Regions from separate parts of the Mus musculus genome. Here region 1 is linked to region 2. A link is a contact called in public promoter capture Hi-C data. All regions are on one chromosome and are shown on one strand. The core of a region is the stretch at or near the end of the contact, and the rest is flanking DNA. Distances in the headings are between cores, read along the strand shown. Region 1 holds the start of Klra1 (killer cell lectin-like receptor, subfamily A, member 1). Region 2 holds the start of Klrd1 (killer cell lectin-like receptor, subfamily D, member 1).

The links. Promoter capture Hi-C pulls out the DNA fragments that hold promoters and counts their contacts.
Region 1: a contact with region 2 is called in a promoter capture Hi-C map of pre-B cells, with 4 times the contacts expected there. The contact joins the promoter of Klra1 here to the promoter of Klrd1 in region 2. A contact is called at or near these places in 5 of 39 promoter capture datasets (the 3T3-L1 cell line, the HPC-7 cell line, cranial neural crest and 1 more) and 2 of 9 other capture datasets (liver and macrophages).

The regions. Positions count from the first base shown.
Region 1 is chr6:130,385,055-130,390,329 of GRCm38.p6, forward strand. It overlaps Klra1 (killer cell lectin-like receptor, subfamily A, member 1), which reads right to left and starts at 1,820. Exons shown (of 9, transcript NM_016659.3): 1 at 1,773-1,820.
Region 2 is chr6:129,589,404-129,595,420 of GRCm38.p6, forward strand. Klrd1 (killer cell lectin-like receptor, subfamily D, member 1) reads left to right here and starts at 2,407. Exons shown (of 6, transcript NM_010654.4): 1 at 2,407-2,434; 2 at 4,087-4,179; 3 at 4,325-4,387; 4 at 6,007-6,017. The coding sequence starts at 2,428.

The DNA.
Region 1 (5,275 bases), core at 570-3,069, 800 kb after region 2:
CTCAGCTTTCCACAGGAAAGACTGAAGAAGTCAGTAGGCTGACTTAAGGACACTGTATATCTAACACTGAGACTAAGTTTCAAATACATCATTAAGCACAAATTATGGACACAATGAGCATTTAGAATGGCTGGGGTTTTATCTTTCCTAAATGTATGAATCTTGGTGATGGTTAGACATGAGTGAAAACACCAACCAAGGCTCTTGAGATTTCTTAAGTCCCATCATTCACAAATTCTTTGACCACACAATTTAGAACAGTCATTTCTTTACGAGGTTGCTGTGGAGGTTTAAAAAGATACACAAATAGCTTTTGTTGTGTTTTGTTGTATCTGAGTCAGGGTTTTACTATTTAGCCCTGGCTGACCTGAAACTCACTATAGACACCTGGTTTGCCCAAATCTCTTTCCCATGTTTTGGGATTAAGGTATGAATTACCACATCCAGTTTAAATAATGTTTGTAATCATAACCTGAAAATGGATAGAATGTTGCATTCAACAGAAAAGATTATCAATTCCAAGGCAATACTCCAGTTTTTCTAGCATATGAAACTGAGCAAAACCCTGAGTCTTCAAGCCTATTTTTTCACGTAGTCAAGAGTGTTAGTCAAGAGTGTGCCATCTCCTTCCTAGGTTTTGATTAACTTCAATCAGGAGTATATGCAGAAGCTCATATATTTCAAGAAAACTTTGCTTTTAAGCCTTCTAGTCTCAAGAAGACAGAAAGCGGGGCAGATTTTCTACCTAATCATTTCAAAGAGTGCAAATGTTTTGAAGAACAGCACAGGGATGCTACATGAGAAAAAGAGAGAAGCTGACATATCTACATCCCTGAACTATTGCTGCTCTAGAGAAAGTACTCCTCCCATATCTGATAGGTTTATATCACACTGTTCACAGAAATAATAATGGCACTGAGACTTCTTGCATCCTTATCTCTGCTGACAGGGTGTCATCCTTAACAAGGAGGCTAATCACATGCCCAGGGCACAGGACTTTCTGCTTTCCAAATATTCTTTGCCTCCTGCAACATCGTGCAATGACTGTGAGAAGAAACTCCAGAGATGTTTGTTCATTATTGTGACTATAGCATTAGCAGAATCTGAGGAGCCCACCAGTGTGCTTGATGAAGAAGGAGGGTAGTTAATTGAAACTGAACACAGAATGGATTTCTTTGTTGGTTTGTTTAAACAGATATAGGAGCAGTCCCCAAACTGTAAAGCAAAAGAGCAGTACCTTCCTCTAAGTTCTGTGCAACTGAGTTCTGAATTTAGAGATGAATGTAAACTGTTAAAGAGCATCAATATCATTGAAATATACAGTGACTGCAGATGGAATGAAAGTGAGTGACACTCCAGTTTTGCTTCTTTGACCAAAGCACAGCATAATACAGGAGGTAAAGGAACTTACATTACCAGCTAATAAAACACAGGAGAGAGAAAGGAGAAAAATGTTTTGTTTTCTTAAGTTCTGTCTTCTAAATACATTTTTGTGAAAAAAAAAGCAATCAAAACCACACATAAACATACGAAAATACATATACATATGTACATACATACACACAAAACATATACATATATATGTATATATTTACATATACATAAACATATATGTACATATATATTTACATGTATATGTACACATATATGTACATATATATACATATGTAAATGCACATATATTTATTTCACTGGCTTTGTTTTAAAAGACTTTAGTTCTGAAACCACAACTTTATGTTGACACAGACACAATATTAATCCCACATTCAAACCTTCCAGTCACACCCTTGGACTGTAGTACTATCATTGCACAGTTGCAAACTGCTCTTCCTGTCCCAGGCCGAGGCCAGGGAAACCTGGTGTAGTCACCAGCCATCCCACAAGAATACGCTGATCACTTGCTTCACTGGGAGGACTTGCTTATCCAGTCCAGTGCCCCACCTCTTGGTGCATCTGTCTTTTAAGGTGCTACATTTACACCATGAAATATGGTAAACTTCACAGATCTTAGGAAAACCACAAACAGCTCTATTTTGAGATTTCCTGTGATTGTATCCACCCTGTGCATTTATACTCACAACAATTTTTATACTCTGCCTTATATGCCTAAACACATAGTCCTTCATGGGCTCAAGCACTAAGAGCAAGGAAATGAGGAAGATAATTCAGGAATGTAATAAGCAATAACTAGTAACTAGTCATGAAGTCTGAAATTATATTTGACAGCAAACAAAAACTTTTTAAAAGGATAAATTTATCTACAACAAAGAACAACAAATAGTAACTAAACAACAAACAGACACTAACAACTACAAACTAGTTATTATGTGTGCAGTCAAAGTCCTGGGATATAGAAATATCCTAGTGACAATGTGGTATGTGCCTTATTTATAGGGTTCTCTATATTGCTCTGTGTGTCATTCAGGAAAAACATGACTCCCCAGGGCGTTGGAGCAAAGGTTGTCCATTCTCCTGACCCAAGCTTCTCTGTGTCCCAGGAGGGAAGATGACTTCTGCTCTGTTAAGCCAGATTTCAGAACAACATTTCTTGCCTTAACAGCTCATCTCTCTGTTCACACAGCAGACTGAGACCTATGGTTAAAACTTTTAGCTGATAACTAGTCACAAAGCATTGCATGAAACACACAAAGAAGACAACATTTCATTTTTAACTTTCCTTTGCACTGCTCACTGATGCAGGGACTTAGTCCATTCTCTTTTCACAGGTACATGGCTATCTTTTACCACAGTCATCATCATGAAGACTTGCCATACTGAAATATGTACAGTCTCCCTTGCCTGTAGTGATTTTATTACCACCAAATCACTATAAAACAAACAATCAAATACACAGTTATTAAATTTTGAAGCTTATATTGTTGAAGGTAATGAGTTAATGAAACATTGTATTGAATTAGAATATAGAATTACTTATATGTACATCTATGTACACACATGCACATACATCCACACAAAAATAATAAACATTAAAAACCAAATAAAAAATAAAAAATAATTTGAAATGATAGAAATTCTTTTTGATAATACTAATTTTGTCCAGCAAGGAAAATTATATTTCAGCGTTACTGAAATAATAAGTGATAAGTGTATATTGAAGTTATTTTTCTGAGACACTTTGTGAAATGATTACAGCTTAAAAAGAAGAAATGAATGTATTTGGCACCTGAGTAGGAGGTCTCATATGCATGGTTTTTAAAGAGAAAAATGATGTGTTTAGGATAAGTAAAAAGACAGCTTGTGAGTACTATTTTGGCTGTTTTTAATTATTTTTTTAATTTTTAATTAATTAATTTTTTGGAAGGAAAACCAGGAGAATTTACAGAGATGTAAGAGTTTTAAAATTAATTTACCACACACCAGTTTTTTTTCAATTTTTTTATTAGATATTTTCTTCATTTACATTACAAATGATATCCCACAAGTTCCATATACTCCACCCCCTCTGCTGTGCTACCCTACCCAACCACTTCCACTTCTTGGCCTTGGCATTCCCTGTACTGGGGCATATAAAGTTTTCAAGATCAAGGGACCTCTCTTCCCAATGATGGCTGACTAGGCCATCTTCTGCTACATACACAGCTAGAGACATTAACTCTGGGGGTACTGGTTAGTTCATATTGTTGTTCTATCTATAGGGTTGCAGACTGCTTCAGCTCCTTGGGTACTTTCTCTAGCTATACCATTGGGGGCCGTGTTCCATCCAATAGATGTCAATGAGCATAGACTTCTGTATTTGCCAGGCACTGGCACAGCCTCACAAGAGATACCTATATCAGAGTCCTTTCAGCAAATCTTGCTGGCATATGCAATAGTGTCTGCATTTGTTGACTGATTATTGGATGCGATAGTCTCTGGACGGTTCATTCTTTTGTCTCAGGTCTAAACTTGTCTCTGTAACTCTTTCCATGGGTATTTTGTTCACTATCCTAAGGAGGAATGAAGTACCCACACTTTGGTCTTCCTTCTTCTTGAGTTTCATGTGTTTTGCAAATTGTATATTGGGTATGGTAAGTTTCTTAATATCCTCTTTTCAGTAAGTACATACATATCAAGTGACTTCTCTTAGGACTGGCTTACCTCACTCAGGATTATATCCTCCAGATCCATCCATTTTTCATAGCTGAGTAATACTCCATTGTGTAAATGTACCACATTTTCTGTATCCATTCCTCTGTTGAGCGACATCTGGGATCTTTCCAGCTTCTGGCTACTATAAATAAAACTGCAATGAACATAGTGGAGCATGTGTCCTTATTACCAGTTGGAACATCTTCTGGGTATATGCCCAGGAGAGGTATTGCTGGAAGTTCTAATAGTACTATGTCCAATTTTCTGAGGAACTACCAGACTGATTTTCAGAGTGGTTGTACAAGTTTGCAATCCCATCAGCAATGGAGTAGTGTTCCTCTTTCTCCACATCCTCGCCAGCATCTGCTGTCACCTGAATTTTTGATCTTAGCCATTCTGACTGGTCTAAGGTAGAATATCAGGATTTTTTTATTTGAATTTTTCTGATGATTAAGGATGTTGAACCTTTCTTCAGGTGCTTCTCAGCCCTTCTGTATTCTTCAGTTGAGAATTATTTATTTATCTCTGTATCCCATTTTTTAATGGGGTTATTTGAATTTCTGGAGTCCAGCTTTTTGAGTTAATTATATATATTAGATATTAGTCACCTATCAGATTTAGGACTGGTAAAACCCCTTTCCCAATCTGTTGGTGGCTTTTTTTTTCTTACTGACAGTGTCTTCTGCCTTACAGAAGGTTTGCAATTTTATAAGGTCCCATTTGTCGATTCTTGATCTTAAAGCACAAGCCACTGCTGTTCTGTTCAGAAAAATTTCCCCCTGTGCCCATATCTTCGAGGCTTTCCCCCACTTCCTCCTCTATTAATTTCAGTGTCTTTGGTTTTATGTGGAGGTATTTGATCCGATTAGACTTGAGCTTTGTACAAGGAGATAAGAATGGTTCAATTCTCATTCTTCAACATGATAACGGCCAGCTGTGCCAGCACCACTTGTTGAAAATGCTGTTTTTTTTCCACTGAATTATTTTAGCTCCCTTTTAAAAGATCAAGTGACCATAGGTGTTTGGGTTCATTTCTGGGTCTTCAATTCTATTCCATTGATCTACCTATCTGTTGCTGTACCAGTACTATGCAGTTTTTATCACAATTGCTCTGTAGTATAGCTTGAGATCAGGCATGGTGATTCCACAAGAGGTTCTTTTATTGTTGAGAATAGGTTTTGCTATC
Region 2 (6,017 bases), core at 1,157-3,656:
AAATCAGCATCGCCTTGAGATGATTGTTACTGTTCTGTTCTGAGTGATTCAGAAACTCCAGGGCTGAAAGTAGTACTCACATCCATGACATTCAAGCCACCCAGAGTTTCTGATCCACTGACCACAGGAAGTGTCTACTTGGCCCACTCAGGCATAAAGCAGAGGAAGGAGTTTATGGATAACTTGCATGTAGGCAGGAGTAAGCTCACATAGGTTTTGTTCCAGGTGTGTATCTTTTAAAATCAGGAAAACTAAACTATAGTGTTAGAAGTCAATAGATGATGCTAAAATACAGAAAGAAGAGGGAAGTGACTAGACAGACAACTGGAGAGTGAACTCTGAAAATGTTTTGTTTTTTGGTTTGTGGACAAGGAGAAGGGAAATTTTTATAAAAAAAAAGGGGGGTATGACAATAAATTTATGATTAACAAAAGAAGATAGTAACATATTTTGAAAGATACCTATATTTCTGTGAGAATTAAATGGCCTTAGTCATCAATAAAACACATTTATACAACTTTCTTAGTCTTCCCTATTTCAATACACACACACACACACACACACACACACACACACAAATATATATTAGTTGAGACTGGCTTTGAACTCTCACCTGTGCTTTTCACATACTGGGATAACAAGTATGTGCCATAATTCCTGGCAAGAAATGATACTCCATCGAATTTGAAAACTAACATAGCCTAACGAAAATATGTAATATGTAAGGGATTTAACAAGCAAAACCTACTAGAGTTTATGAGGGTTTTTCATCACCATGATTACAAGTGACTTTATGGCAGGCCAGAATCTTCCTTTTCAGGAAGCCTCCTTAATGGAGTGTGCTTTGTAGCCTGGTGCACAATGGGAGGGCACAGTCTTTACAAGCACTGAAAAAAAAATAAGTATCTCCATTGGGATGCTTTTACCAAGCTGTTGTACAGTCTAGGTGCACATGTCTAGGTATAGAGAACTCTCCATTGCTCACATCTTCAGTGGGCATTAAATTCCCTTTCTCGGATCTTTCCTCAATCTTTCAAAGATGTAATTATTAAAGTCACCACTTGCTTTGAACAAATTCTCTTTGTTCAAAGAGCAGTAGACTTAAGAGCAGGGGAAGCAGAGGGAAGAGATGAACATTGGAAGAATTTATTATTATCTGAAACAGATTCAGTGAAGCTCAATATCCCACTGAGTATTATGTGAGTTATGAGATGCTCAACACCCTATGTTCTGTGATCTCAATTCCAATGTTACTGAACTGTATCAAATCCTGATTTATTTCCTTAAAGGCCAGCCTGGTGATAATTTGTCAGCACTGTGTACTCCCATGTGTTGGAACATCAAGGTTTCCAGAAGTTTTAAGAGAAAAAAAAAAGTAAAGGTCATATATATAGGGGTGTATACAGTATTTGTCCAGAGTTTATCAGATATTCAAGAGAGATGATTGGGGAACATGAGATGTGTGTTGAGTGGAGATGAGTAGGAGGGATGGCAAGGAGTGTAAACAATTCATTTACCTGTGTACAAAATGAGAGCAAAATCAAGGATAGCTAGTAGTTTAGAAAGAATTAATGGGAAGATTAAAAGTGTGTGTTGGGGAGAGAGAGATGGGAAGAGAGAAGGTGGGGAGAGGGAGAGAGATCAGGGAAGAAAGAAAAGTGAGAAAACACAATAATACTGAATTCTTTCTGGGTCTTGCTGACTATGGTTGGGGTCAGTGATCAGGGAGCAGAAACACAGAACAAGTATTGGATATCCCAACAGTTTGTACTAAAGATGGGAAATATCAACCCAGAATGTGCAAGTCCAAGGATGTGCTTGGTTTGAGATAAATTCCATGTATGCTTTGGTAAAAGACTGGGCATCAAGCTTAAGTAACCTTAGTCAAATCAGCACTTCTGTGCCTCAGTTTCCCCACTATCAAATTTGGTATTTTCTTTATTAAGCGATCAGATAATATGTGATTTAAAATTTGTTTAACACAAAATAAATAAGTATTTCTTTATTTTGAAGGTAGTAATTCTGTGTGGGATTTTATGATACCAAGTGAGTTTACCATGGTTTATACACCTCTCCATTATTTTCTAAACTGCTTTTAGGGACGACTTTGATGTGTGCACATTGAAAACAATCTTCCTCCAACCTTATTTTGCTGTGGTGTTTTGTACCAAAACTAAAAGAGCAAATTTCCTGTGTGCAGTGGTTCCTGGGTCTTGTTCAAAGCTTGCAGTCTTTCTTCTGCTCATTCCCACTGTGCATCTGTGTCCCACCAACAGATGATTCAATAGCACCGCCACAACACACAGTGTTTCTTCCTCTTTTAATGCTTACTGTCTCCTCCGTAGCTTCCTGCTCAGCCCTGTGGTCCACACCGTTCTTTAAAAAGCACAAACACATCTCTGCACCATCCTTGGAACATCACTTCTCATGGCAGGTATGTGTGCCCCTGTCAGCAGATGTAATAGTAGTGATAAAATAATAACCAGGAAGGATGCCTCTTGTATTAACTAACTTCAAGGAGGGTTTAAAAAAATAAAACAGAAAGCATATAATCTGCAGTAGATATTTTTAGACTTTCTGTGCTTTGATGCTTTCTGTGTTCATTGTTTTCTCGATTCTGTGTTTTGAAACTTGAACATGATTTTATGAAGTGCATACTTTTGTAAACTTTTCCTAACTGAGTTAGCAAGTGGTGTCTATTAGGCATCATGTTAAATTCAGAATAAAACAGAAATTAAATTGATCAACACACACCATATTTCTAACATGGGGACAAAGATGGCCAAATATAAAGGACACTTAAAACTTTATAACTTTTCTTGCTGTGTTGTGGCCTTGCAAAATCACTCAGGCTCACTGACACTGTGTGCTGTTGTTAGCAGTAGAACTATTTTTGACAGTATTGCGTTACTAATACAGATTCTTCTCATATCGAAATATCTTAGCCAATAGGCAAGTGATTTTGAATATGACCTAACATAATGTTTAAGAACAGAAATTCAAAGGCTGGCTTTGTGTCATAATTCAAGGTGCTGTTAATTGAACCCAGATCCTCAATTTATGCTTGTTATGGAACCTCCTGCCATACCAGGTCTAGAAGGTTCCTTTTTATTTTCCTGCAGACATTAACAAACCACTAATCAAAAAATGGTCTGTGTTCAAAGGGACCCCATTCCATCATGGTATTCTCCTGACAAGGATGGTATATAATAAATAACAGACTCTAGGTCTTGACAATATTCTGTTTGGTTTTGAGTGGGCCCTTACTAACTTTATATCTTAAGAAAATAGCATTGTGATTACTGCCCCTCCCCCTTTAAAAAATCATCTCTTTAACACAAAACTTTTTATTCATGACATTCTTGAGAGAAAAAAATGATTATTAAGCAAGCCCACCAAGCGTCATGACTGCTTGTGGATCTATTCTAACCATAGAGATAAGTTTCACTGCTGATTTAAAGAGTCAGAGGTAAATGACTCTAATGAGGCAGAAAATATGTATGAATAACCTCATCAAAGAACAAGGTATACCACTTCAAAAGATTGCTAATGGGTGGTCTTCTGAAGGAACATCTTCGTTCTCCAGTGTTCCACTAGAGAGAGGTGTCTGCACCACTAAAGGAAGAAGTTTTCAGGTTCATTCTTAATGGTTTCTGTTCTTAAGAACGTCATCCACAATGAAGGAGCTAGAGAAAGTACCCAAGGATGGGAAGGGGTCTGCAACCCTATAGGAGGAACAACAATATGAACTAACCAGTAACCCCAGAGCTCGTGTCTCTACCTGCATATGTAGCAAAGGATAGCCTAGTTGGCCATAAATGGGATGAGAGGTCTTTGGTCTTGCAAAGATGATATGCCCCAGTATAGGGTAATGCCAGGGCCAGGAAGTGGGAGTGGGTGGGTTGGGGAGCAGGGGGAGGGGAAGGGTATAGGGATTTTTGGAGAGGAAACTAGGAAAGGGGATAGCATTTGAAATGTAAATGAATAAAATATCTAATAAAAAAAAGGAAAAAAAAGAACGTCATCTTCTATGTCTGCACTTTCATCTGTTAGTCATTAATGTATGTGTTTGGTATTTTTTTATAGTTTCTAGGATCACTCGGTGGAGACTGATGTCTGTCATCTTTGGAATAAAATGTCTTTTCTTGATGGTTACTTTGGGAGTTTTGCTGATAAATTGTAAGTGTTCCTAAGCAAGTATATAGGAAAAAAATCAACATTGTGATTAAATAATTTAATAATAAACATTTAATTTTTCTAATGTGTAATATTTTATTTCATAAATACATGTCAAACTAAGCAAGTCTATAATAATTTCTTATAGCATTTACTATACAGAACATTCAATCAACACCTTCTCCAACCACCACTGTAGAATTCCAGGAAGGTAGGTTCCATTTTTCTTTCTAAATCTTCATGACTCAGAGAGGATAAAACAGAGAAGCTCATTCTACAGCATGGTTTCATTGAGTAAAATGGTCCCCCCGCCCTTTTTTTGTTCTGTATTAAAATTACATTGAATGTAAGCAGCGTAAGACATACTTTATATAAACACTACATGCAGAGGTTCATTTTTTCCTCAGAGTTTTAGAAGTTTTGGACTGTGTTCTTCTGGGCCTGCCTGCCTTTTTTTTTTGCAGCTCAGTTGAGACATTGTGCCACGGTGGAAGCATGTGTGGGTGATCAGCCACTCATGTAGTAGCTAGAAAGCAAAGGGGAGGAAGGAGAAAATGAAGAGGAGAGCTGCCACTCTCCAAGTAAGAGCCTCCCCTAGCACCCTAGAAAGAACCACTGTACCCCACATTTAAAAGTCGGTGGTACTGCTGCCTTATCACAACTTGCATGCAAATTTTCTTACATATAGATCTTGGAGGAAAATCTCAGGTCCAAAGTCTCCCATAAAATTGTCATCATTCTCATAAAAAGAGAACGCTCTATTCTGAAGCAGAACATACATGTTTCCTAACGAGTGTTCACGACTCGTTAAATGACAATACACATTACAGACAAATATTATTTTGCATTTTCTAACAAACTACGCTTTCATATTCTTCTCTTTCTTTGGCTTCTGTTTTTCTTTTTTTTTTAAAGATTTATTTATTTATTGTATGTAAATACACTGTAGCTGTCCTCAGACACTCCAGAAGAGGGCGTCAGATCTCGTTATGGATGGTTGTGAGCCACCATGTGGTTGCTGGGATTTGAACTTCGGACCTTCGGAAGAGCAGTCGGGTGCTCTTACCCACTGAGCCATCTCACCAGCCCGGCTTCTGTTTTTCAGAATGCAGTATAGACATCTCTATAAGAATAGACCTTACTCATAAAGGATAGGCCCAAACTCTATTTTAATATTTTTTTTTCTAATGCTCCTCAAGTTTATAGCTTTCTGATCATACAGTTAATTTTTTATTTTATCTCAATTTTAGTGCCATTTATGTGATAAAGATTTGAGTGCCTTAATGTATCATGATATTTATTATTGAGGAAGAGAGGTGCTAAAGATACACTGTCACCCCTAAACTGTCAATCAGATTTAAAGCTAGTTGGCTTATATATGTTCATGCTTTAAAAAAGAAAATAAAAAATCTTTTAAAGCACTGTAGCCTTCTCTGACTTAGGGAATTTGTGGGATGTCTCCCCTGTGAGTTTGTTTCCTCTAGTTATTGGACATTCACCGACATGCTCAGCTGTGGGTACATCCTCAAAGTTGTTCTTCTAGCTCTGGTCCCGTCCTGTTCTCTGCTATCGGCTAGATTTATTTTATCGTCTCATCTAGTTATCACGAATCATAGCAAAGGATTGAGAATGATGTCATTCTGAATCTATCTTTAGAATATCCTCTCCACGAGGCAAAGCGTTTAGATGAATAATACCAAGATGTGATGTGTACTACACATTCTGAAGGAATGTTTGTAGGAAAAGAAATTAATAGCAAACAAAATAATCTTTGAATGCCAAGGAGTGCCAAAGAAGTTGGAATCTGTTAGGATGTGCTTTGCCTTTTAGTTTCTGAATGC